Linked DNA regions of Mus musculus: regions 1, 2, 3, 4, 5 and 6 are each linked to region 7. The links are chromatin contacts, called in public ChIA-PET, HiChIP or PLAC-seq and promoter capture Hi-C maps. All regions are on one chromosome and are shown on one strand. Each heading gives the region's core, a stretch centred on a gene start, on an enhancer-like site or on the middle of the called end of the contact. The rest is flanking DNA. Distances are from core to core; before and after follow the strand shown. Region 1 has its middle 88 kb from the start of Nav3. Region 2 holds the start of Phlda1 (pleckstrin homology like domain, family A, member 1). Region 3 overlaps Nav3 (neuron navigator 3). Region 4 holds the start of Nap1l1 (nucleosome assembly protein 1-like 1). Region 5 overlaps Nav3 (neuron navigator 3). Region 6 overlaps LOC115487471 (a long non-coding RNA gene). Region 7 holds the start of E2f7 (E2F transcription factor 7).

Region 1 (3,301 bases), core at 616-3,115, 660 kb before region 7:
GCACAACCCATTCGCGAGTCAATTTCTCTTTTATTTTTCAATACCACTGAATGTAAAACTCAGCTGGCATAGTTACACAGAACTGAAAGGTCACCTGGCGTATGGTTTTGTTTATTGATAGTTACTTCAGTAAGAGGTGGGGCTAACTAATAGGAAACCAAGTGGAGGCCCAGCACAACAAGACATTTAACACACCACAGCATCTCCCAGAAGCCAGCAGTAACAACATCACTCACACATCTGGATCTTACCACTCTGCCCTGTGTCTTGCATAGAATGGGCAGTCGACCAATTATTTGTTGAAGAGTAGGGAATGCTGTTGCTCCTTCCCTAGGTGGAGAAACTGGGTGTATTTTAAAGAGTTCATCATAAAGTAGGAAGTATTGGAAGCAGGGTTGATCAGAAAGTCTGTACACATTTACCTATACCTTATCTTACTGAAGCTGTGTGCCAAGGATGAATGGCAAAGCGTAAAGACAATAACACAATTATTTTCAAATCCAGAGAGCTAACTTTAATGAATAAGATTTTGGCTAGAAAATTATTATCTCCAAACACATTTTCAAGGCACAGAAGGAAATTTCTATCAGCAATGCCACGCTATAAATATTTGGCCTAATCCAAGTTCACTTCAGATTATTCCTTTAATTGAAACTATTTCCCTATATAAACAAACGAAAAGAACAGCCTGGACTTTCTTCAAAACAATCTATACAGTCAATGACCCATATAATAACATTATTAAACAAAATTTCCTTCAGACTTTAGCAGAATTATTTTTCCCAAAATACCACAATGTATGTGTAATCAGAATACTTCCTTCTTTTAAAAAATGTTTTACAGTTAGCTTTATATTAAAAGTTATAGCTGTCAGTGGAAGAGGATGTGCCTCATTCTGCAGTGACTTGATGTCCCAGGGAGCCTAGCATCACTGTCTCCTGAGAGGCTTCATCCAGCAGCTGATGGAAACCACAGCCAAACACTAGGCTGAGCTCCAGAGTCTTGTGGAAGTGTAGGGAAGAGAACTGAGAGAGCAGGAAGAGTCAGGGACACCACAAGAGCCCTACAGAGCCCTACTAACCAGGGCCTGTGGGAGCTCACAGAGACCAAACCACCAACCAAAGACCATGTAGAGCCTGGACCTAGACCCCGCTTCATATTTGTAACAGATGTACAGCTTGGTCTTAATTTGGACCCCCTAACAACTGGGGTGGGAGCTGCCTCTGACTCATTTGCCTCCCAGTGGATCCCCTTCCCCTACCTGGTCTGCCTGGTTGGGCCTCAGTGAAGGAAAATACTCTTATTCCTCCTGTGATTTGATGTCCCAGTGAAGGGTGAGACCCAATGTGGCTTCCCCTTTGTTGAGAAGTATGGCTAAGAGGGATTTGTAAGGGTGGGGCTGGGAGGAGAGGGAGGAGGCTGTGACCAGGTTGTTAAGTCGATAAATGAATAAATAAATAAGTAAATATATAAATAGAAAAAAGCCAATAAAAAGTTACAGCTGAACATAATTATTGGCATAATGTTTGCACAGAATTATCAGCATTCTTCTACCTGATGCTTTAACACTCAACATAAGTCTACACTTTTCTTGGAAATTACAAGTACATTTATTACAAGAACACTCCATTCTTTTTTTGTTTTCCTGAACAAAGGGTAATTAAAATTCCTCTTAAACAACATATGTTAGTCACATCACAGTACACAGTGCAGCCCAAATGCAGCTGAATTCGTTTTCATGTTTTCCCTTGTCTGTAGAAACGCACTCCTACAATCAAACAAAAGAATAAACAAGAATGAGCATCATGTTGAAGAGTTGTCCGGGAGCTTCATTGTTGCCCTTCTTCAATGAAAACATTTGTGCAGCAGAAAACTGAGACAGGATGCCAGCCTTTCAACACACAAAGCACAAGCCTGGTGATGGCTGAGAGCATGACGTCATAATTCCTGGAGGTGCATGATGTCATCATTCCTGGAGGTATATTGGCCTCCTGTTTCTTACAAAAGAAAAGCCCAAACAGCCAATGTTTTCCAGGCCTGGTTAGAGCTCTTTCTCTGGGATGAGAAGAGTCCACAAAGGGACTTTCCTCAATCCATAAGCGAGGGGCTTTTAAGAAGATACACATGTGTATCACCTCTCACAAGTTTGGGAACAGTCTTGCATAGCTTTGAATTTCTCCAGGAAATCTGCAGTGTCAATCCCCACATCTCTGAGAATGGGTGAGGACTTTACGGCATTTTAAAAGTCTCAGAGTTTGGACTAATAGCTTCATTGTTTTAACATGCAGGATAAACGGAAACAGTGGTTTAGAAAAGAAAGACATAACTAAAGATGATTCTCTTCATCTGTGATTGTTCTGTGATGTTTTATCCCTTAGAAATATCTGGTATAAATGTAAATGCAAAATATCTACACAAATAATTGAATTTTAAGATTTCAGCATATCAGAAAGGAAAGTTTATATGAGTTAAAGTATAGAGCATACAGCAAAAATTTAAATATTAAACTCAAGTTTCATTACTCTGTTAAACAGAGGAAAGAAAGGATAGAAAAATTAAGCAACATTACTTTGCAGGAAATTAGTTTGCAAAAAACCAACATCCATATTTTCAGGACATATTTAGCAGCCATTACATGTAATCACTGCTCTGAATTTAGACTTTCCCTCCTCACAGTAAACCTACAAGGGTCCCGATGAACAGCTTGCCATCATCTACATCTACAAACACAAGGGCAGCATCGGAGCAATTAGATGCCTGAGCCCCAACAGCATACAGTAGGACTCTCAGTCTGGATTTGGATACTGCTCCTCCCATGTAATGCCGTTTGCTTCTCATATTACCCAAACCAACACCAACACAAACCAAGAAAAAGTCAATCTACGAGCTTATGCAGCAGGTAGTTCTGAGAGTCAAAGCTAAGGCACAAGCATGTGGGCCTGAATTCAGATCCCAGCATCCATGGAAGATACCCGGTGTGAGTGTGCATCCTTAACCCAACACTGCAGTTAGCACCAACAGGTAGACTGATGAAACTTGCTGATCAACCTAGCTGTGGATGTAGTGACAGGCCCTGTCTCAAAGGATTAAGGAATGATGGCTAGTGCAGGACACCCGTGGTCCTCCTCTAGGCTCTGCATACAACACAAGGGCACACCCACCCCCAGAGCCATGTCTGCACACATTATACACAGGTATACAACACCCAGGTGAATACACATACTCCCTTTTTCACACATACACACACACACACACAGAGAGAGAGAGAGAGAGAGAGAGTGTGAGAGAGAGAGAGAGAGAG
Region 2 (3,738 bases), core at 1,169-3,668, 760 kb after region 7:
TTGATGACACAGGAAACTGGGAAGCGAGGTCTGGGATTACGGCAGAACACAGCTTGTGCACGGAGCTGGTCTGTTGCCCACACCCGACCTTGCTTCCCTCCCTCCCGCCCTCTGAGCTGTCTAGGCCCCTTGTCCATCAGAGTGCAGGGTGCTGGTGATGAATGCATTCGTTCTCTGCTTGCCATGTAGGTGGTGTATTTAGAGTCCTCAGTGGGTGTGTCCTGAGTAGACATTTTCATGAAATTGGGTCCTAAGGCTTGGAGCTCTAGTGTCTAAACCAGTTCATCCCAGAAGACCTTTTGTATGTTTACTGATTCCTAGTTACATGGTAACTAGAGTTTTCTTTTCAGGGTCCTTTTAAGTAAAATATCCCATTTTCCGTGATCAGTTCTTAAAGTCAAAGGCGCGTTTATAAGAGCTACTGAGTATCAGGCGTTTATAAGAGCTACTGAGTATCTAGCTTGGGGAATCTGCTTCACTCTTTGGCAATAAGTACTTGGCTATGCCAGGAAGGTGGAAAACAGAACACCTTAAAAACAAGTTGAATGAACCATTAATTATGTAAAGGAAAACATTTTTAATGTTTCCTGCATTTTCTGACGATTTATCTTTTGAGGATTTTGTTTGTTTGTTTGTTTTCTTTAGGAAAAAGTCTCTCTAGCCAGTTAAGTGAGGTGGCAGTTGAAATAAACAGAGCAGAGTTTCAGGCTACAAAATTCTGAAACTTAAATTTCCAATAATGGAACTTATTGTGGTCAATGTACACATAGCTTACCACAGAAATACTAATTGTGAAACAGCCAGAGGGAATCAGGGAATTTTAAAGTCTTTAGTCAGAATGAAGTGAACACGTTGGAAATCTATGATGACTGGGCATTTGCAACTGTTTTAGGAAAAATAGTGCCTGGTAAACTGGGCTACAGTTCACAGTTCAGTGCTTTTCCAAATGGGATACCTTTCTCAACTATGCCTCTCTGTGTTGGCTACAAACCTCTACCTGGCTTTAGGGACTCTGGATACTATAAATGCACTTTCCAGATAACAAGAGAATGCTGTTCTGCTGAAAAAAGACAGCTGGTAGTATAGGAACTCTGGAGTGCTGACCTGTTCTACAGAGGTGGGGGAAAGAAATTAAGGTGGTTAGTAATCAGAATTACAAGTCTATTCTTGGTATACACAAAGATAATGCTTATGCATGATCACATTAGAAATCTTTACATTTGTTTTTTTGGGGGGGGGGGGGAATGGGGAACAAAAACGAAAGGCTGTAAAATGAGTCCAAATGTAAGACTCAGAATTGTTTTTTTTGAACTGGTCCATTTGATCAGAACCTTGGGTGAAGGTCCAAGAACTCTGTTTTCGAGAAGACATTTCTGTTAGCTCTCAGATTAAGTTCGAGTTTCATAGCACGACACACGAAAGACTTTGAATAGTTCATCCTCGACATTCTCTTCGATTGGATTCCTGATTCTTCCTGGCGGTGTGGCAGCAGCCCTTGTCTGACCAACAGCCTGTTTTGTCCTATCTCCTTATGGTGAGAGGAGGCTTAGAGGTTATTTTCCCAAACTGGAGACTAGATCTGTGCTTTATAGTCTACCTTATCAGGAAAGGTTTAAAGGCAAGACGGAGACTAGGACTTTCCAGAGTCAGATTCCCACAGGTGTTTGTAGGACATTCGCCAAGGCTTGTGTGTATGACCTCCCAATGCTGGACATCTGCCTACCCTGCTACTGCTGTGGACTGCAAGGTCTGATCTAGAAGGAAACCCGAGGGCCTAGAGAGATGGCACTCCTCGCAGAGGTTCAATTCCCAGAACCTGTTCTAGGGATCTGCTGATTTCTGACCTGCGTTCTCATACAATACGTACTACACACACACAAGCAAAACATACACTCACAAAAACAAAAACCGCTTGGTGAGTCTGGCTATTTTGCCTGTGTTCTGTGGCAGGAAAGGAAGTCAAGAATGTATACCTGGAGTGAGTCCACCCTTATTTCCCTGTCACTACAAACTGGTAGCTTTATTGTTTTGCCTTAGCTAATTGCCCCCAGGAACAACTATTTATTTAATGGCTGAACAACACCAACAACAAAAAAGCTCGAAGCACTCTTGGGTTTTGTTCCCTGAGATGTTTACATAGCTATGGGGGGGGGGGGGGTAATGCCCGCTATGGAACTTCGTCCCCTAAGTTTTATGCCCTTGTCTGGAGTCGGCTCCGCGTTGACCCCAGGGGTGGCTCCCCAGGCCTGCCTGGATCTGCTACCCACCCCCGCAGCGGAGAGCCCACCTGCTAAGGAAGGGCCGGTCCGTGGGGGGATGGTTTTTCGGCGCCCTCTGGGCGTCGGCAGTCGCCGCCCGGCAGCCGCGGCGACCTCAGCGACCGCGTGGAGCCTCCAGGAGTTTCCAGAACCTGCTTCCAGGCGGCGCGGGCGGCCGTGGGCGGTGGGGCGGGGCGGGGGCGGAGCCGGCGGCGGGGCTGGGGCGGAGCCGGCGGCGGGGGGCGTGTCCGCGGCGGGCTCTGGGAAGGCCCCAAGTTAATGAGGCGTACGCCGGCTGCCGAGCGCCTCTCGGAGCTGGGTTTTCCCCCGCGGCGCGGGCGCCAGGAGCCGCCTTTTCCGCTGGGTGTCACTCGGGGGTGGGGAGGGTGGCCCATTGAAAAGCGCCGCGAGGGGCCCCGGCCAGTGCCCTTCAGTGAGCGCTCGCCGGAGGACGGCAGAGAGCAGCCCGCTCACGGCTCCGGGATCTTGTGGCGAGTCAGGACGCGCCTGTCCCTCTGCCGGGACCCCGAGCCACCGCCGCCGCCGCCACCGCTCTGTCTCCTGCGAGTCAGCCTTCTCTGCGCGCTCCGGGCGGGCGGCCGCGGAAGCCGCTGGGGCGAGGACGGCGCAGGGCTGCTACTGCTACCCCCAGCCGGAGCGTCTGGAAGCCTGAAGGCCGAGCGGAGCAGCAGCACCCCTTATGCCGGAAGGATGCTGGAGAACAGCGGCTGCAAGGCGCTGAAGGAAGGAGTGCTGGAAAAGCGAAGCGACGGGCTGCTGCAGCTCTGGAAGAAAAAGTGCTGCATCCTCACCGAGGAAGGGCTACTGCTCATACCGCCCAAGCAGCTACAACAGCAGCAGCAGCAGCAACAGCCCGGGCAGGGGACGGCCGAACCGTCCCAACCTAGTGGCCCCACCGTCGCCAGCCTTGAGCCACCAGTCAAGCTGAAGGAATTGCACTTTTCCAATATGAAGACTGTAGACTGCGTGGAGCGCAAGGGCAAGTACATGTACTTCACTGTGGTGATGACGGAGGGCAAAGAGATCGACTTTCGGTGCCCCCAGGACCAGGGCTGGAACGCCGAGATCACGTTGCAGATGGTGCAGTACAAAAATCGCCAGGCCATACTGGCGGTCAAGTCTACCAGGCAGAAGCAGCAGCACCTGGTCCAGCAGCAGCCTCCGCAGACGCAGCAGATCCAACCCCAGCCCCAGCCGCAGATCCAACCCCAGCCCCAGCCGCAGATCCAGCCTCAACCCCAACCCCAGCCCCAACCTCAGCCCCAACCTCAGCCCCAACCCCAACCCCAACAGCTCCACTCCTACCCGCATCCGCATCCTCATCCTTACTCTCACCCGCACCAGCACCCACACCCGCACCCGCACCCGCACCCTCACCCTCACCCTCACCCGTACCAACTCCAGCACGCGCACCAGCCTCTTCACTCGCAGCCGCAGGGTCACCGGCTTCTCCGCAGCA
Region 3 (3,454 bases), core at 443-2,942, 840 kb before region 7:
TAAAGAAAAGCTGAAATTTCAAGAATATCGCACACACAAAAAGAAATGTTACTATTTTTAAAAATCCTTCAGTCTAGTAACCATAAAAGTCAGAAATCGGCTTAAAGATGTTAAGGTATCATGGGTGGTTCATTTGTAACTTTGTCACAAGGTAGATGGAAGTAGGACATAATATTAAAATTGAAATGAAACTAGAGAAGCAGCCTAGAAATGTTGAATCTAAGGAGAAACTGTGGCCAATGTACGGTGCCTAAAATTAGCCCAGCTTAAGCTGAAGAGCTCTGAATTTTATCTCAGAGTCATGAGCACTAAATGCCAAGACAGTGCAAATATACTATTTAAAATACTTCTGTGCTGGAGAGACCACCCCAGCGTCAAGAGCATTTACTACTACTCTTGCATAGACCCAGATTACCTTCTCAGCACCAACATGGCAGCTCACAACTGTCTATAACTGCAGTTCTGAGTGACCTGATGCCCTCTTCTGGCCACTTCAGGAAACAGATAAGGCTCTGGTACACACACATACACAAACACACACACACACACACACACACACACACACATATACACACACACATGTACATGGTTATATAGGTAATGTACATGCTTGATAATGTTGTACAAATGTATAGTCCCTCCCATATAGGATAATTAATATTTCTTATTATGTTAATTATTTTAAATGATGCATGTGTGTGAGCACACACACACATATACATGCACACAGATATCTTTGAAAATTAGTATGATAATACTTTATATAGCTAAACATCTAAGACAGACTGATCAATTTTTCAGAGTATTACTGGGTAGAAAAGTTCCAAATATTAAAACATAGAAGATAGATTTTTCAGAAGATATCAAGGAATCTCTAAGGCATATCTAGTGATACTATTTTTCTCACCATGTGAAAACCTGAAGGTATATTGGCACATAAAAGAGACTATGTTGGTAAAGTGCCACTTAAATTTCCGTATCTATAATCTTTATTTTGCCAACGTTTGCATATAAGAAAATGATTCATGGCTCCCTCTAGATCACAACATAAACAATTTCTAAATGATCTTATTTGGTGATTCCCTAATACTCATTTATACAGTGAATCTTAAGGATTTATTTTATTTATAGGACTGGAAATTTTCCTTTTCCTTTTTGTAAAGACATAAATTTAAAGCATTAAGTTCCCTTCTTTTATCTGTACTTTACTTGTGTTACAGAGTTCCAAGTTCACCTTGCTAGCAGAGTCTGAGTTAGACTTGAATTGTACCAGTCCCTCCACAGGCAGGGGCCACAGGACCATCACCTGACTTTAAAGGACCCACAGAGAGGAGGAGACTGGGTTTCTGGAGTTAGACAAATCTGGTCAGAGGCCCAGAGGAGTTTACGACCACTGCAAACTTAGGAATGTCACCTAAGCTTCCTAACTTATAAACACGGGTGAACAGTAATCCTTGCATTGAGAATTGTACCAAGACACAAGACTAACAACTGGTCCCTCCGTAAAGAACAAGATCTATAGTCACTCCTGAAGATGTCCCTGAGACCACGATCAGCACTGTTGTGTTTTGCTCTGCTAGCATAAGAAGAAATACTTGTTAAGGTTAATTGCTTCACAGGGATGAAGCAATTGGAGTAACTGGGGCAGAGGCTGAGAAACTGCACAGCTTCCTTCTGGCTCCCTCCATCTGCCAGATTCTTATCTTCTAATTAGCTGGGATTTCTGGTTTCTCTGCTTCCTCGACTAAGAGACACTACTGAATCAGAGTGGTCACGTTCTCCTCGGTGACTCTAGGAGAGGTCGCCTGTGTCACCGTCCACAATGCATGGGTTTTATTTTAGGAGGACAGCAGATTACAGGGAAACATCCTCATAGTAGATAGCAAACTGAATGAAGTAGATAAGTAGCAATACTGCATTTTGATTGTATTCTCCTGGTTCGTATCGAAAGAGCCTTAATGTGGGCGCACATCTTTCAGGGATCTTAGGCAAACAAACAGAAGCTACCGCGCTGGCTTTTAGCACTGGGTAGAAAGCCTCAGAGCAAACAAATGGGCAGACCCTGCTGGCTTGCTCCAGTCTTTTCTCAAGGGGATGGATTGCAAACTTGAGGCCGTTGCCTAAAAGTTTGCTTAGACCATAGGCCTGGTTTTTATCATAGTCAGCAAAATCAGTTGCTAACCCAATAAAATGAAACCACATTTCTGCCTAAAAAATCACACGCACAAACTTTTGGTAAGGCATTATTTTTCATGAATGTGTATATTTCCTATAAGTAAAAGAAATGATAGACTACAAGAAAAATCACAAGAGAGGGTGAAATACTATATCCCAAAGAAATGCTATAATACAGCTGGCAAGACATAAAACAATTAAGATGCAAAATATAATTACCTGTTGTAATAAATAAAACACATTTACATAGATTATTTATTTATTTATTTATTTATTTGCTTTGTAATATAAGATCCCATTATATATCTCAGGCTAAGGTCAAATTTATTTCGCTAACCAGGATAGCTTTGAAAATGCAGCCATCCTCCTGCCTCCGTTTCTCAAGCTCTGGGATTGCAGGCATATGCCAGCACACCCATATTTTTTTCCTTAAAATTCTCAAATCAAAACTGCATGAGTGGAAGAAAGCAGTGAGAAATGGGGCATGTCTTCAAGGAGACAGTGGGCATGAATAGAAGATGTGGTAAGAACTCACAAGCTCACCAGTGCACTCTATGTTATGCTCTGATGAAGGAGAATGCAAACAAAGCTGTCAACTTTCGTTCAGTTCTGTTATTTGAGCTGATGCAAAGGGAAGACAAATTGTGTCCTGACACTGGGCTTGGCCTGAAAACTTTCCTCTGGTTCATCAGCACACAAGGGCGTCATTGTATTCAACTTCATAGCGCCAGCTATGATTGAGTTACAAAGTGTGTTACGTTTTCCAGGATTGGTCTATGAATTAATTGTAGGTTTTGAGGGAAGAAGTTGGTGTAAATGTGAATAATATAAAATGAACACAAATTAAAATATTTGGCAACTTCTGTATGAACTCACTGAATATTTCAATCATCAAGCTTCAGGCCAATGAGTCAAATATAGAGAATTCCTACTTCCAAAGCCAATATTCTTCAAGTATTTTGATTAACAAATGTTATATAAATCTCTATGAATTATACTTTAGAAAATAAAGAAGATATAATAAGACTAAATTTATTCCAAACCAAAAAGAGTATATGTGTGTGTATATATGTGTGTGTGTGTATATATATATATGTGTGTGTGTGTGTATATATATATATATATATACACACATACATACATATATATGAAGTTCTAATTATATATTTATATATTATTGTGTGTTTATGCGTATATATATTCATTGATAGTAATTAAAATGATAAAATCAAAGGTATAATGTATGAAAATGAATTTTAGGACCTATTATAAAACATGT
Region 4 (3,723 bases), core at 423-2,922, 730 kb after region 7:
ATCCTAGATTTCCCATGTGACCTTGAACAACTTGACTAATGCTAATTACAGACATTTTAAAGTTTCAGGGAAACTAATAGATGTCCCAGGATCTTTCCTTTAAAAACAAACAAACCAATAAGCAAGCCCCCAAAAAACCTTTGACAAGTCCAAAAGCTTTGCTTAGCTTTAAGATAGGGTCTCACTACGTAGCCAGGCTGCAGTAGAGTTGAAAATCCTCCTGTCTTTATCTCCAGAGTTCTGGCTTAACTGGTGTGTGACACCACACTCCACTTTCCCCCAGAGACCTTTGTGTGCATTCCAGATACTGATAGTTATCTTGTTGGAAATTAACAGTGATTTTTTTTTTTTTTCTGCTACAGGGCCTTAAATATTCCGCGCTGACCTGGAACTCTCTATGACCCTAAATTCCTTATCCCTGTGCCTCTATCTCTGCAGGGGTGCAACTCCAGAAATGAAGCCATGTGTGGGCTATGTGATGCTGTGGTTTGAACCTGGGGCCTTCATGCATCTTAGGCAGGCACTCTTACCAAATGAGCTACATCCAAAGGACTCAAAGAGTAGTTATTCTTTCACTAAAATACTAGCACATAGCCTTTTGTATGCACATACTACTTTTTGCCAAGTTCTTCCATGCCTGATTTCACAACAGATAACCAGATTCTCCTGTCTGTCTGTTTGTATTTCCAATGTTGCCCTATCTCACGACTTGTAGTGTCTGGAAGACTCCAGTGAAGGCTTGTGGGAGGATGGGAATGTAAAATGTAGACAGTGCCTTAGTATTATAGACAGATTAACCTCCCACCATAAAGACCACACTTGGAGCACAGCTGTTTGATTTGACGATCTCAAATTGTGGCACATAGCCACTCTCTGAAAGATTTAAAATCTGATACCTGCAGGGCCTCACTGTGGCCCTACCTAAAAAACAAAACCCCAAAGCACCAAACATAGTTAACAGAACAGGTGATTTGTAGTCAACTGAAAAATAGCTGCAAGATTTCATGAGCTTAAGGGTTGATTTACTTTTTCAGGAAGATGAAAAATTGGTATGCTGATTATTTTCATTATAAAGCAGTAATACGCAAAAATACGCTCTTTACTTCCATCAAATGAACTAAAGCAGAGATGAAGGGTTGTGTATCAGGTAAACGTGATGTGGAACACCCTAAAAGGCGTAGAGGCGCCCCGAGTTAGAAGCAAAACCAGCCGAAGACGCTGCCGCGGTGGTCACAAGAAAAGAGTTGTTAGTTCTCAGCTAGAGTGGGAAAATGGTTTCAGAGGAGAAGGGGGTGGGGAGAGGGGAGAGGCGTGCTGGGATTAGGTCTGGATGCGGATGGGAATCCTAGCCAGGATACTGCAAGCCTGCCACTAGGCTGTGTCCCTAACCCAGGCGGGCAAGGAGAACCAGGAGCGGGACCTATGGGTCGTCGCTGTGGGATTGGGATTTCCATCGCAGCGTAGAAGGGAGAAGAGATGGCGAGCACAAGACCGCCACAGGCGGGAAGCCTAAGGTGCCGGGGAAGAAGGACGGCTCTGTAACCAGGCAACAAGGCCCAGGCCCGCCTCCCGCTCCCGTTGCTACGCAACGCCGAGGCCAGGGGGAGGGCGTCGGAGCAGCCCTACGTGCTGACGCTAATTGTATATGAGCGCGAGCGGCGGGCTCTCGGGTCTTTTTTAGCGCCATCTGCTCGCGGCGCCGCCTCCTGCTCCTCCCGCCGCCGCCGCTGCCGCCGCCCTGAGTCACTGCCTGCGCAGCTCCCGCCGCCCGGCTCCGCGTCCGAGCCTCCTGGAACGGTAACGGCTGGGGGCCGGGAGGGCCGGGTGGCGGGGGCCTGCGAGGTGTCGGGCTGAGGCCGCGGGGTGAGCGCTCCGGAGCGGCCATGCGGCCTGAGGGACCCCGGGGAGCGCCGGCGGCTGCGGGGCGCGCGGGACGGCGAGGCCGCGGGAGAGCGGAGGAGGAGGAGGAGGCCACGCCGCGGGGCGCCCTGGGTCGCCCGGCCGCCTCTGCCTCGGTGGAGCCCACCGCGAGGGCAACCCCGGCGAGGCGGGCCGCGGGGATGGGGGACATGGAAGGAACGGTGGCCGCGCGAGTTCCGCCCGCAGGGAGGGGCTGTGCAGGCCGCGCGGCCTCGGCGCGCAGGAGCCGGGGCACGTGGGGACCGCGCCGCGGGCGGCCGGAGACCCCTGCCGGGGCCCACCCGACACCTCCGTCGGAGTTGGAGGAGGAGGAGGGGTCGCCACGAGTACCAGTCCCGCCACGGTCTCACCGGCTCCCTGGGTCTTCCTGGAGGGAACTGTGCTAGCGGATGGGAGGATGGAGGGGCGAGCAGCCTCCACCGCCAGGGTTATAAGGGGTTAACACGTGCAAAGCGTTCAGCCTAGCTATTTTTTTTTTTTTTTTTTTTTAACAAAAGATCTTGTTTTGTGTCTCACAGGTACAGTTAGAACTTCGATGGGTAACGTGGCCGGGGTATATTTGTGTGGAGAGACTTAATCCTAGTCTCCTTAAACCTCCAGATGGTTCTGAGACGAAAACTAAGAAGGGCTGGCTTGTTGGGGGTGGGGAGTGGGGTTCGAGTTTAATAGACCAACAGCGTGGTTCTTCCCTTCAGGCAGCACCCCCTCCCTCCCCCCAGAATTCTCACTAGGGATGAAGTGGAAGGACCATGGGGTGGAACAAGGCATTAATAATATACTGACCAAGCTCAGTGCGCCACATTTCTGTAAAGATCTCAGGAGTGGCATCGGAGGGAGGGCGGAGACAGGTCCTGTCCAGAGGGCAGGGCTTCCCAGACTAAAAGGATGCACCAGGCATACAGGCTATCTTCCAGGGCTAACTACTTCAGACTGTCTCCTGTCTCTAAATTCCAAAATGAGAAACGTTTTAAAGACTTTCCCAACACCTCTAATTTCAGGAGAGCCAACATAAAGTTTACCACTTTTGAAAATAGACGCCATCAAAACACCTTCCCAAACTTAATATCCAAAGAATACTTTGGATTAGAGGAGTGCCTAAAATTTACATTTTTTTGTTTTTTGATTTTTTTGGGGGGGGCGGGATGGGGTGGGGGTGGTGGTTTCCAGACAGGGTTTTTCTGTGTAGCCCTGGCTGTCCTAGAACTCATTCTGTACACCAAACTGGCCTGGAACTCAGAAACCCACCTGCCTCTGCCTCCCAAGTGCTGGGATTAAAGGCGTGCACCTTTAATTTTAAAACTACCAGTAAATGGGAGGTTTCAGTGGTCTTGGAATTCTTATCTTCAGACTTGTTTATGGTTGAAGTGTCTATCCCAGATTTAAACTGTACAACTACTTTAAGTCTGGATTGGAGGGATTTAATCTAGCAGTAGTGGGGACTTAGACATCTGTCATCAAATCTTGACTTAATAGATGTTCTTCTGATGTCAGCATTTAGATTATTAAATAGAAGTTAAAACATATCAAGAAAAGTTTTGTCAGGTTTATCTGTTGCAAAAATACCTGTTCTTTTGTTTTTGGTCTTTGGCCCTATAATTGACAATTTAATACTGATTGTGGCACCTGACTTGCCCTTTCACGAGATTAAAAACAACACTCTTGGCAGAGCCAGTGTGTCTAAAATTCTATAGTTAATTTCCTTATTTGCTTGCTTGTATTGGCTTTAGGTGACATAGGCCAATAAAAGAAAGGGGCTAAATAAGATCTGATAATGTCAAAATACATTATTTTGTTCAGTTTTCA
Region 5 (3,416 bases), core at 611-3,110, 780 kb before region 7:
AAAATAAAGAAACAGTTGTCTGAAACAAATGGTATGCAGACAGCAGACATAAATAAACTAAACTGGGATATAAAGTTCTAATTTCAATTCTTCCTGTAAACATTTTCCTGGTTTCTCATGAAGTTGTATAGAAATAAAACCTTGCATATGTAATTAACATGCCCTGCTCTGTATCCCCATAGACCTTTACATTAAGTTTTAAAGCAAATTTATGTTTTGAGAAGTCCTAAGTTTACAGAAAATTGAAAAAAATAAACCTAGTATACAAAAAAAGAGCCCAATTGATCAACACTTACTTTCCCCTGTTATTCTCTGTTGTTTGTATACTGGACTCGTTATCGTTAGCCAATAGTGATATATTGCTTATTCAACTCTACATTTCATCCAGATTTTCTCACTGCTTAGTCAGTATTCTTTGTTGCATGATCCATGATTATTTGGTAAGTCACATTTTAGGATTTCTCACTTTGTTAATGTGCTCGGCAGTCATAAATAAAGAATATTATGGAATAAACTGAAGTATTAAGCATCCTTCCGATGTCCCTTGCTCCACAGTCATCCTAGTTTTAAATGCTACTCACTAAAAGAAGACAGAAATATATCTGTTCATAGTACATCATGTATCTCTAAATATGTACCTATGAAAATTACACATTTAAAAATCTATAGGTAGACAAATCTGAAATGCATAAAATTATCCCAAATCCTAAGCTACTATTATATTTGTTATTATAGAATCATAAGCACTCCTTCAAGTTGTTTATTTCTTTGAAGTAAAAGACCAAAGTAAAGCATGTGTGTTTGCACATATGGGCACACACACTCATACACATGTATGCACATGCACGCATGTGCGCACGCGCGCACACACACACATCCCACAATCCATGCATCACTCTGGCTTATTCATTTAGATGACCTAGAGTGGAATTTGCTCATCCTTATGCTACATTCATGCAGAGAGGATGGTCTCCTATGCAATGTAACAATCTTGGAAGATGGTCTCTTGCTCATCCTAATGCTACATTCATACAGAGAGGATGGTCTCCTATACAATGTAACGATCTTGGAAGATGGTCTCTTGCTCATCCTAATGCTACATTCATACAGAGAGGATGGTCTCCTATACAATGTAACGATCTTGGGAGATGGTCTCTTGCTCATCCTAAAGCTACATTCAGAAACACAGAGGATGGTCTTCTATGCAATGTAACTGCCTCAGAGGATGATCTCTCCTGCAACGTAATATTCTCAGAACTGAAACTGCAGCAGGAAAAGAAGAGGAATGAAAATAATTCTTGGGTTTTAAGGCATCACGGATCTAATTTGGAAATTAAATGATACTTGTAACACATCTGTAAGTGTCATTAAGAAAAATAAAACAGGATGAAGAGGGGTGGCATGGTTTTGTAAAAACAGTGTAATTAGATAAGATCAGGAGGTCTTAGTGAAAGGACCTGACAAGCAGGTGAAAGCCTTCAGCTGGAGGAATAGGAAAGGAAGGATGAAGATACTGTGGACATCAGGTTCAGACTATCCAAAACAGATCTTACATACTTACAGCCGCTTGCAAGCTGGAATATAAAGAGGTGTTCTCTCAAATATTTTCAAATATAAATACACTTAGTTACATCTATTTTTTTAAAAAAGATCCCAAGATCTAGTTGTGAATCAATCTCTAACACCGAAATGAATGAATGAACTAGTTAATCTAAGACTTGGTTTATTCTCCAGCACTTTGCTCTTTACTTGAGAAGGGTTGATAGACAGAAAGTCAGCAAGCAGGGTCAGGGCCCAACTCTCTCCTCATGGTGTCCTTTCCTTATTTTACACAGCCCAGAATCCAGCCTTCTAACCTAACTGGAAAGGAGAGAGATAGGGGCAATCCTCACAGTGCGGCTGTGGAGTGCATGTACACTACTGGCTCTCCCACAGACAGTGGTCCATGGACAAGTGCAAACTTAAAGGATAATTGACTCTACCACACTCATTTTTCAGCATTAAATTAAAATATGCATGTCCCTAAGGTATAATTGTATAATTTGTCACATAATGTAATTATATAAAGTCATCAAGGTCAAACTATGTTGATAATCCCTACTAAACACAATCCTCTTAACATCTCTGGGCCTATAAGAAACAAGACCCAAGTCCCTGCAGTGAGGTCTTTACTGCCTGCTGCTTCCCAGTGTCTGTATGTTATTCTCTTAACTGCTTCCTCTTCTAAATAAAGTTTTTGCTTGCTAGCCTTCTGTGCCTGTAAATTCTTTTATAGATAAGAGGAAGTACCTACAGCAAAGATGTCCAATTTTCCACGTAGACATCAGCTACAAAATACTGACAGGGGCCGAGGTTACCACAAATAATTTTCCTGTTGCCAATTGGCTTGTATTTGTAAGTTTAAACAAATGCATTTTCTTATAATGGAATATAGATTTATTTTGCATCCTCAGGTGACTCACCTTATGCATTTTTCATCATGGTTATTAACTTCAAGCAAAGTAACAAAATCCATAAAAGAAGAAAAATGAAACAACCTTTTTCCTATTACACATGTCTTTATGTGCATTATTCATTCACTCATTCATTATAAATATATATCAATAAGATAGGTATAATAAATTCCATTTTAAAGATCAGTACTCGAAACACAGTCTTGTATAACTTGAACCAGTAGAGCATCCAATAATAATTATAACCTTTGAATTCATTCTGAACTTTAAAGTATATAACTTATTCTTATTCACGACTTAGGAAAATAGTACAAATTTAAAATTAGTTATTTATTGTCTACAGACACTGGACACTTGTAAAATGAAGCTATATCCAGATTTTGTGCATTTTAGTGACACTTAACTATTCACTTAATTGAAGACATAAAATTTGAGATAGGTAACAACAAAGTTCATTTATCATGCCAATTACATGCAAATATGCAAATAATGCAAAATAGAAGACTGACATAATACATATATGATATATTTAACTATTTGTTACATAGGTACTACATGCCTAACGTATACTAGATATCAGAAATAAATTCTTAGGAAAAAAATATTACAAGCTTGCTTTTACCCCCTGAAATGTATGGGCTAATGAGAAAGAAATATACTCAACATAAAATTGTGCTAAAAAGTATTTAAAAATCATGATAATTTCCCTGAATTAAAAGCACATGTTACTGCCAGAGGACACAAAGCAAAGGAAATCTGTAGAAATCTGGGAGGCAAAGGCTGGCCATGGAAGGTGGCCCTGATAAAGTCAACTTTGAATCAAAATCTGAAACTGAACAAAAGTTAACAGTAAGATGAGAAATCAAAAACTCTTAAAAAGACTTTGAACAAGTACTAGCAATTAGAAATATATATATATATATATATGTATATATATGTGTGTGTGTGTGTGTGTGCGCGTGT
Region 6 (3,465 bases), core at 361-2,860, 550 kb before region 7:
AGACAAAAAGCACATTTTGAACTTTCATTATTGTTAAAATCACACATTTATGAGCAAAACAATCAAGCCACCAAACAATACCCCAGCACATGCCAGACCCGTTAGACAAAAACACAGCCAAATGAGAATGTTTTCCACAGTCAACACCACATTCCAATCACTACAAACTTGTACTATAGAAACACTTTGCAAGTATTGTATTCTGGTAATGAATTCCTTTCTTCTCATAATGGAGTTTTATTTCCTGGCATTTATTAAAGCTAATCTCCATTTAAGAAAAAAAAAAGAATAGCTAACTATAAGCAGCATAGAGTAAAACAATTATAGAGTAGATATCGTCTGTTTTCCATTGTAAAATCTAGCTAGGAGATCTTGGTGTAGGGGAGCTGTCACCACAGTCCCTGTGTGACAAGGTCTCATCTCATCCCCATTTGATTTTATTGACTCAATTGCCAGTTGCTATGTGTTTTATGCTCAGAGCACCCCGAGGTGTTACGACAGTGCTCTAAACCCCAGCAGCAAACTTATTCCGGTTGGGGAACATTTCTTCCAACTAAACATGCAGGCTGTTCCACCAGATGTTCAGCAAACAGAATCAATTACTGAGTGGTGCTTCTGTCCACTCTTGCTGCTGGCAGACCATTATGGTACACAAGGATTTCTGACAAGTCAGCGATGGCCAATTATAGTACTTAGGCACATGTACTTAAAAGATAGAAAGAAACCTAAGATGCATCCCATTTTTCTTTCTTTCTTCATGAAAATAGATGATGATAGAGCATGGGCTCTTGTATCTGTCACAATATGTTTAATGCAGTAAAAACCCTATTTCCTTCATCTCTACTTCCACCTTTCTCATGGATGATAAGAATTGATAAGCTTCATATAAGTGTAATATGTGGGCTACCGTCCCCAATTTCTCTAACAAAAGGCATAACATTGACTGCTATCCCTTATTATTGTTCAAGCAAGCATAAGGATTTGAGTATAAAATGCATCAGCCTTACACTATATTTTATCATTAATATTGCACAAAACTTTTGAAAATGACAATAGATACAAATTATGTAAAATTTGCTGAAAAGTTAGAACCTAGAATTCACATGACACAAGACGAGTCAACATATCTCTAAGCTCTAAGAATTTGTGTGACATTAATGGTGAGATAAAATACTGAGAAAAACATTTGGCAGATTACCAAGTTTTACCACTTAATGTTCTTCCTTCCTGGTTGACTTTCTCCTCCCAAAAACTAATCCCAAAGAAAGCACATGTTTTTATGCTGGGTGAAAGAAAGGGAATGGAATGTCAGGGAAGAAAGAGGAAGATAAATGTGTCAAAGTAACACGTCATCACTTTCATATTATTGAATTCCAAGGGACTAAACACTGAGGCACAGCCAAACATAAACAAACATTGACACATCATAGAGCTAATATATGTGAAGGTTTTGATATTTCAATAGCATTCCTTTTCAATAGATCTCTTATTAAAATCTGATGGCTTCTAGAATGCCCAAGGGTGATTCACACTATTCTGAGAGGCAGTCAGCCTTCCCTGAAAGCTGGCTTCCATTCTTAGTGCGGGCTGGAAAAAAAGCAGGGCTGTTTGCATGGCACAGCACCAAGCCCTTTAACTAGAGACTCATGCCATTTAGAAGCTCAGCTTTCACTCCCTCCATCTGCTGCCCAAGAAGAATTAGATCCCAATTGTCTAGGCCACTGAAAAAAGGATGTTTGTAGAATTCCTCTGGCATTTCCTAAGGCTGGTGGCCTTTCTGTTCAAATGTCAGTATTTTTCTTTTCATTTAAAAGACTTTGCTGAACAAAAATATTACACTGTATGAAATGGTTTGATATACGGAGACCAAATTCAGTATGCCCGGTATACAGACAACCTGAGCAATCTGACTGCCAGGAGAAATTATTCAGCCAAAACATCCAGCCGAATTTCGGAGAGTTTAGCAATTTAGCATATGTGAACAAGAGCACCATATGTAGGAGCAGCGACCAAGACATCACACCAAACGACTAGTCACAACTGTTAAGCTACAGGGCATAATATGATTGTCTTCATTAAGTGGTGCTAGAAAATAAAGCATTTCTTGAGGCTTTGCTACATGAAAAAAAAAAGGATTGAGTGAACACACACTGGAGTGCAAAAGCAGAGGGCAGAGAGCTACTTCATTAAAGCTTTAGGGGGGGATACAGGGGGGATACAAAGAGAGTCCTTCAATTCACACTAAAAGTACTTGGAAGAAACCTAAGGGTGGCCATTCTCTTGTTTGAAACATTGTTTAAAAATAGAGACACACATTGAAAACATCTTCTCTGAGCCTATTTATGATTGGAGACAACCCATGCCAAGCCCCGAGCAGCGGGAGTGCAGGCCTCCCTTGGTGACCCCTGAGCCAGAGATGACAGCCCCCAGCGCCATGTTGACACTCACTGGGTTTCCTAATGACAAGCAGCAGCTGGCCTTCAATTTTGTGATCAAGAAGCCCCAGGAGGGAAGCCGAATGAGTTAGGCAGGATCCAAAGCAGACTTTGAAGCCAGAGACTGTGCCAGACACCCACAGACTCTGCCTATCAAGTGGCCTAAAATTTCTAGTTTCTAGCAACAATAAAACAACCTATTATTGATCTCTAGTTCAGATGCCTTGCTTCAACAGAAGAGGATCATGTCTTATAGATAACTAACCATCTCAGGAGCTCCTACCATTTAATTCTACAAAAACTCTGATTGACTTCTATATATTCCATAGTAATTATGCCATTTAAATGTAAAGGTATAAAATTTTATGTAGATAAACTTACAGAAACACATAAATCTATATCTGCATTTAATGCATGTGTGGTTATATCTTTGTATTTATACATGATTGTCTTATGGGTGCAATTATTTTCATACAAGCAAATCTAGAATAATTTTAAACACAAATGACACTCTTGGATAAGACTGATAATAATACTGTTACACATTTGATTCCTGATCAAGGAGTTTATTGCCTGAGTCTACACATACAAGAAATCCATTAGTCTTTTACCACCAATTTCTTCCATCTGTGCAGAAATAACACTATTGGCTATTTTATGCATGTTCCAGAAATATCCTCAACCTCAGAGTTTTCACAGAAAAAAAAAATTAAATGAGAAACATCACAAGATTTTCTCAACTCTAACATTTCCTAGTGAGTAAAAGTCTAATCATCTAAAAGGAACCACAGTTAAGATTCATCCAATCACCCATCAGAGTGATATATATCAATACATTCAAGGTAGATGACCAAAACAGGTTATTGAATAAATCAGTTTTTTTTCCTCTTAAGAACAACACATTAGAGTACCTTCTGCTTCATTTTGTGGAATAGTTTGTGAAGACCTGGGATTAGATCTTCTTTGAAGGTCTGATAGAACTCTGCAGTAAACCCATCTGGTCCTGGGCTTTTTTTGGTTAGGAGACTAT
Region 7 (3,782 bases), core at 766-3,265:
GATCTGCGTGATGAAAAAAAAAAAAGTAAGTTTCAGTTTTTCTCTTTTCATGTCCCTATGGTTCTCTAACCATTTAGAAGATAGATTTTAGTTCCAATTTTTCTTTTGGTGTGTGTGTGTGTGTGTGTGTGTGTGTGTGTGTGTGAGAGAGAGAGAGAGAGAGAGAGAGAGAGAGAGAGAGACATGTAATTGCCAATGTGAAGACCAGAGCAGATGCTAGATGTCTTTTTTCAATAGCTCTACACATTATATTTACTCATCAGTTCATTAACTCATTCCTTTGAAATAGGGACTGTCACTGACCTAGGATAGCTTGACTGGCCAATGACCTTCTCGAAGCAGTGGGTCTCCGCAGCCTGGGTTACAGACTACCTCACCCCCAGCTTTGAAAATGGGTGCTGGGAATCCCAACTCCGTCCTCCTGCTTGTTGAGCAAGCACTTTACTGATTAAGCCATCTCTCCAACCCCATACCTCTGGTTTTTGACACGGGGGTCTTTCCTTTATCTGGAGCTTATTAAACAGGCTAGTCCGCAAGCCCCAGGGATCGGTCTGTGCCTGCTGGTGCTGCAAGCACAGGCACCTCCACACCAGCATGGGCACCAGAGGTCCAACTCTGATCCTTCAAGCACTTTATTGGCTGAGCTATCCCTATAGTCTTCAAATTGTTATTTGCCATAGACATACTTTTTTTTTAAGCTACTATTGTTTATTTGTTCATGCGGATTGTTTTACATGCGTTCTGGTCTTTTCTAAGGTATAGTCCGGTAGCCATTTTCAGGCTGAATGTACCAGCAGACTGGAGTAAAAACCGAAGGACTTGAGTAAATATTTTGAATTCTTCTGATGGCTCATTGTACATTTTTGAGAGCTGAGAGGTGAAGGGTGGGGCCTTTGCACGGAACGGCTAAGACGGGGTAATGAGAATGATAGTTTTGCGTTGAAGTGGGGAAATACTCGTGGGCATGTGTTAAAGAGGCCGTTATAAATCCCAGCTGAGGGCACCCTACAAAATAACAGTACTCGGGGAAAATCTGGGGATCAACCCAAGAAACTGAACCAGGAGCTTAGGAGAGATGAACAAAAGCGATGTCCTCCAACAGGAAATAAAAAAGCATTTGGTAAAAAGAAAACCTGAATAAATAGTGACTTAAACAAGTGCTTTGTACTTACATAAGTGGCTGAAACTGGGTACTAGATGTGAGTGAACTCTTTTAAAGTATCTTTTCAGTTTTTTGTGCAAATCCAAAACGGTTCTAAACAAGAGTTTCTCAAGAGGGGCCTAAAATAGCAGTCTTTCCTTAGGTTCATATTTTAAATAAGAATCCGAAGGAAGTGAAAGGTCTAATAGAAATCAGTAATATTCCAGAGATATTCTTGACTGTTCCCCCATCCCCCAAGCTAGTCCTTACTAGAAACTGTCTAATAACACATTCTCGACCATCTCTAATGCTCTGGAGAGGGAACACCAGGAAACCTTTTGCAAAACCCCCTTTGGTGCGGCTGCCGGGGTTGTTCCCAGGGCTAACGGGCGTGCCATCTGCTCGCAGCCCAGGTGCTAACCAGGGTTCACGTGTCACCTGGCGGCGCCGGGTGCTAGGGAGCCGCCCTGGCAGGTCCCGGCAACTCGGCTCCCGCAGGTTGCTGGGGGCAGGGCGGCGTCCGCAGCATCCCGCGCGTGCGGATCGTTTCCCCGGCTCCATCTGCTGCGCTGGGGGCCGGCGTGGGTCGGTCCCCCACAACAAAAGGGCGCCCCGCGGAGAGCGCGCCGGCCCGCGCCGCCCCGCCCCGGCTTCCCGCGTCCGCGCCCGCGTCCCCGCGGGAAACGCTCCCGCGTCACCGCCTCCAGGTACCCGGAAGGGGGAGGGGGCGAGGCGACAACAATCCGGCGGGCGGGCGAAGGGGAGGAAAGGCGCGGCGCCGAGCGCCAAGACAGCGAGGGGCGGGGCTTCGGGCCGTGCCGCCGCGCCATTGGTCGGCACCGCCCCGCCGGCCGCCGCGCATTGGTGAATGCTCAAATTCAGTCTCAAGGCGCCAGAGGAGGTGTTTTAGCGGGGACCGCGATCCAGGGCTGGAGCTTGGCTTAGGCGGGTAGGAGACGCTGTCGCTACGCGGACACCGCGGGTGGAGCGGAGGATCTGCGAGCCTTGCCCTGCCCTGCCCATGTCGCCAGCCGGCCGCTGAGATCTACACGCTCTGCCCGCTCACGCGTGCGGCTGCGGACGTCCCCGGAGAGACCCTCCATCGCGCAGCGACAGTAAGGAAGCGTGCGGCCCCCTCGGATGGGGAGGCGGGAATGCGGAGACGGGTTACCCGCCGCCCTGGATGCCGTCCCACAGGCCCCGGGTCCGAGTGCCCCCTGGGGTTGTGCTGGCTGCAGCGCTAGGTGAAGGAGGCTGGTCCCCACTACCACCTACCCCCACGATTTAGGGGTCCCCTGGGAAGAGTTTCACTTGGGGTGTGCTTAGATGCCTAGGGAGGGGCTGAGCGCTTCCCGCATGGGTTGGTCTCTAGATCAGGTTTCAGTCTACCCCCTAGATCAAACCCACTCAAAGTTGAATTCCTCCCGGTTCTTTGCGCCAAAATTAACTGACCTGGGAGACCCTGTAACTTTCTTGGCATTTGCCTAACACCTTCCTTCCTTGGTAACTATTTTGCCTGTTGCTTTTCATAAAGGATTGCAGTTTTGTTCAGTTTTTTCGTCTTCCCAGATTTCCAGTGATTCCTAAGTATATTTTAAGTGTTTGTCCGTGTGAGTTTTAATGAGGAATGGAGGGTGTCTTCATTCTTGGAAAATTCCAGGAATGCTGTAGGAAGGGAAAGTTGATGTTCACAAGTGGCATTTTGTCGTTGTTGTTGTAGGGGGAAATAAATGTAAAATCATTTTCTGATATAGTTGTGTGTTCCAGATGGAGGTGAATTGTTTAACACTAAAAGACTTGATCAGCCCCAGGCAGACCAGACTAGATTTTGCCATTGAAGATGCAGAGAACGCACAAAAGGTAAGCACAAATAAATACTTTATAGTCTCCAGCATGTTTTGGATGGTGATGCCTAGCTTTCGTCTCGTATACAGCATAATTGTGATGGCCGTTATAGAGGAGTTTTTAGAGAATGGGGCCATTGCGACCTTTGTTTCGGCTCCTCTTAAGTCATTAGTGTTGGAACCAGCTTCTGAAGCCAAAGGTGCATTCTGGATGCAGTGATCAGAAGTTTGTGATGCCTAGAGATCCCAAGGGCAGTTGAATTAATGTTGGAAGAAATTAGAAAGCGTTAATTCCCTGGAACAGGATTTTGTTGTTGTAAATACTGGATTTAATGTCCGAATGCTGAGAAACACCACCTTCCTCCTAATGGACCAACTACAGAGATGTCTCCCAAGAGTTACAGCCTTGCCTCCTAGACAGGGGTCAATGTGACTGACCCTCACCAGCTCCTCTGAATAGTTGACAGCCCTTCTGCTTCAGATATACTGAGCCACACACTCAGCAATGTCTAAACCACCCTGGCCTGCATCAGCACAGGTGTGCAGAACAGATGTCCTTTTGAGAAGACAGAGCTGTGAATCTGAGCGTTGTTTAAGCAACAGCAAACAGATGTAACAAACCAGTTTCAGAAACCTGGAATGGAAATCTCTAGTAGCAACTTCCTTAGGCATTGAACCTCTCTGGAGTCCAAGTGTTAGTTTTAGGTTAGCATCAACAGTGAACCTGCCTGGTGACAAAAGACTTGCCTTTATACAAGACTTTATACAATATTTGGCAGCTATTATGTTTGTTAGAG

Evidence for each region. Promoter capture Hi-C pulls out the DNA fragments that hold promoters and counts their contacts. ChIA-PET counts read pairs in DNA pulled down with a chosen protein or histone mark. HiChIP or PLAC-seq counts read pairs in DNA pulled down with a chosen protein or histone mark.
Region 1: a promoter capture Hi-C map of neural stem cells shows a contact between it and region 7. The contact joins the enhancer-like site here to the promoter of E2f7 in region 7. A contact is called at or near these places in 5 of 39 promoter capture datasets (hippocampal neurons, liver, maxillary cranial neural crest and 1 more), 1 of 15 datasets of contacts at CTCF or cohesin (the NIH/3T3 cell line), 3 of 484 Hi-C or Micro-C datasets (adipose-derived mesenchymal stem cells, cerebellar granule neurons and cerebral cortex) and 7 of 115 datasets of contacts at active chromatin or transcription factors (embryonic forebrain, embryonic hindbrain, embryonic stem cells and 3 more).
Region 2: an RNA polymerase II ChIA-PET map of memory CD8 T cells shows a contact between it and region 7, with 16 read pairs. The contact joins the promoter of Phlda1 here to the promoter of E2f7 in region 7. A contact is called at or near these places in 1 of 39 promoter capture datasets (pre-B cells), 2 of 484 Hi-C or Micro-C datasets (CD4 T cells and natural killer cells), 2 of 115 datasets of contacts at active chromatin or transcription factors (memory CD8 T cells and pancreatic cancer cells) and 1 of 9 other capture datasets (liver).
Region 3: an H3K4me3 HiChIP or PLAC-seq map of neural tube shows a contact between it and region 7, with 4 times the contacts expected there. The contact joins the enhancer-like site here to the promoter of E2f7 in region 7. A contact is called at or near these places in 9 of 39 promoter capture datasets (the 3T3-L1 cell line, frontonasal cranial neural crest, hippocampal neurons and 4 more), 1 of 15 datasets of contacts at CTCF or cohesin (the NIH/3T3 cell line), 7 of 484 Hi-C or Micro-C datasets (the C2C12 cell line, brain, cortical neurons and 3 more) and 9 of 115 datasets of contacts at active chromatin or transcription factors (craniofacial prominence, embryonic basal ganglia, embryonic forebrain and 6 more).
Region 4: a promoter capture Hi-C map of pre-B cells shows a contact between it and region 7, with 3 times the contacts expected there. The contact joins the promoter of Nap1l1 here to the promoter of E2f7 in region 7. A contact is called at or near these places in 1 of 39 promoter capture datasets (pre-B cells), 5 of 484 Hi-C or Micro-C datasets (CD4 T cells, CD8 T cells, LSK cells and 2 more), 2 of 115 datasets of contacts at active chromatin or transcription factors (embryonic stem cells and thymic regulatory T cells) and 2 of 9 other capture datasets (adipose tissue and embryonic stem cells).
Region 5: an H3K27ac HiChIP or PLAC-seq map of microglia shows a contact between it and region 7, with 6 times the contacts expected there. The contact joins the enhancer-like site here to the promoter of E2f7 in region 7. A contact is called at or near these places in 3 of 39 promoter capture datasets (hippocampal neurons and liver) and 6 of 115 datasets of contacts at active chromatin or transcription factors (astrocytes, embryonic basal ganglia, embryonic midbrain and 3 more).
Region 6: a contact with region 7 is called in a promoter capture Hi-C map of neural stem cells. The contact joins the enhancer-like site here to the promoter of E2f7 in region 7. A contact is called at or near these places in 5 of 39 promoter capture datasets (cranial neural crest, hippocampal neurons, liver and 1 more), 1 of 15 datasets of contacts at CTCF or cohesin (the NIH/3T3 cell line) and 5 of 115 datasets of contacts at active chromatin or transcription factors (astrocytes, embryonic basal ganglia, embryonic forebrain and 2 more).

The regions. Positions count from the first base shown.
Region 1 is chr10:110,086,921-110,090,221 of GRCm38.p6, forward strand. It overlaps a transcript of Nav3 not described here. Among named protein-coding and RNA genes, the nearest start is that of Nav3, 88 kb to the left of the region's middle. Within about 2 kb of position 1,866, at least 5 of the 459 cell types and tissues checked have an H3K27ac peak or open chromatin away from gene starts, as enhancers often do. A contact at or near this core is called in neural stem cells, where this site is marked.
Region 2 is chr10:111,503,868-111,507,605 of GRCm38.p6, forward strand. It overlaps Phlda1 (pleckstrin homology like domain, family A, member 1), which reads left to right and starts at 2,419. Exons shown (of 2, transcript NM_009344.3): 1 at 2,419-3,738. The coding sequence starts at 2,538.
Region 3 is chr10:109,904,564-109,908,017 of GRCm38.p6, forward strand. All of the region lies in intron 1 of Nav3 (neuron navigator 3), which reads right to left. Among named protein-coding and RNA genes, the nearest start is that of Nav3, 94 kb to the right of the region's middle. Within about 2 kb of position 1,693, at least 31 of the 459 cell types and tissues checked have an H3K27ac peak or open chromatin away from gene starts, as enhancers often do. A contact at or near this core is called in neural tube and second pharyngeal arch cranial neural crest, where this site is marked.
Region 4 is chr10:111,471,555-111,475,277 of GRCm38.p6, forward strand. Nap1l1 (nucleosome assembly protein 1-like 1) reads left to right here and starts at 1,673. Exons shown (of 16, transcript NM_015781.5): 1 at 1,673-1,797.
Region 5 is chr10:109,963,846-109,967,261 of GRCm38.p6, forward strand. The region is part of intron 1 of Nav3 (neuron navigator 3); the gene reads right to left. Among named protein-coding and RNA genes, the nearest start is that of Nav3, 35 kb to the right of the region's middle. Within about 2 kb of position 1,861, at least 2 of the 459 cell types and tissues checked have an H3K27ac peak or open chromatin away from gene starts, as enhancers often do. A contact at or near this core is called in microglia, where this site is marked.
Region 6 is chr10:110,190,636-110,194,100 of GRCm38.p6, forward strand. It overlaps LOC115487471 (a long non-coding RNA gene), which reads right to left. Exons shown (of 2, transcript XR_003949035.1): 1 at 1-3,465. It also overlaps a transcript of Nav3 not described here. Among named protein-coding and RNA genes, the nearest start is that of Nav3, 190 kb to the left of the region's middle. Within about 2 kb of position 1,611, at least 48 of the 459 cell types and tissues checked have an H3K27ac peak or open chromatin away from gene starts, as enhancers often do. A contact at or near this core is called in forebrain and neural stem cells, where this site is marked.
Region 7 is chr10:110,743,424-110,747,205 of GRCm38.p6, forward strand. E2f7 (E2F transcription factor 7) reads left to right here and starts at 2,016. Exons shown (of 13, transcript NM_178609.5): 1 at 2,016-2,256; 2 at 2,909-3,001. The coding sequence starts at 2,909.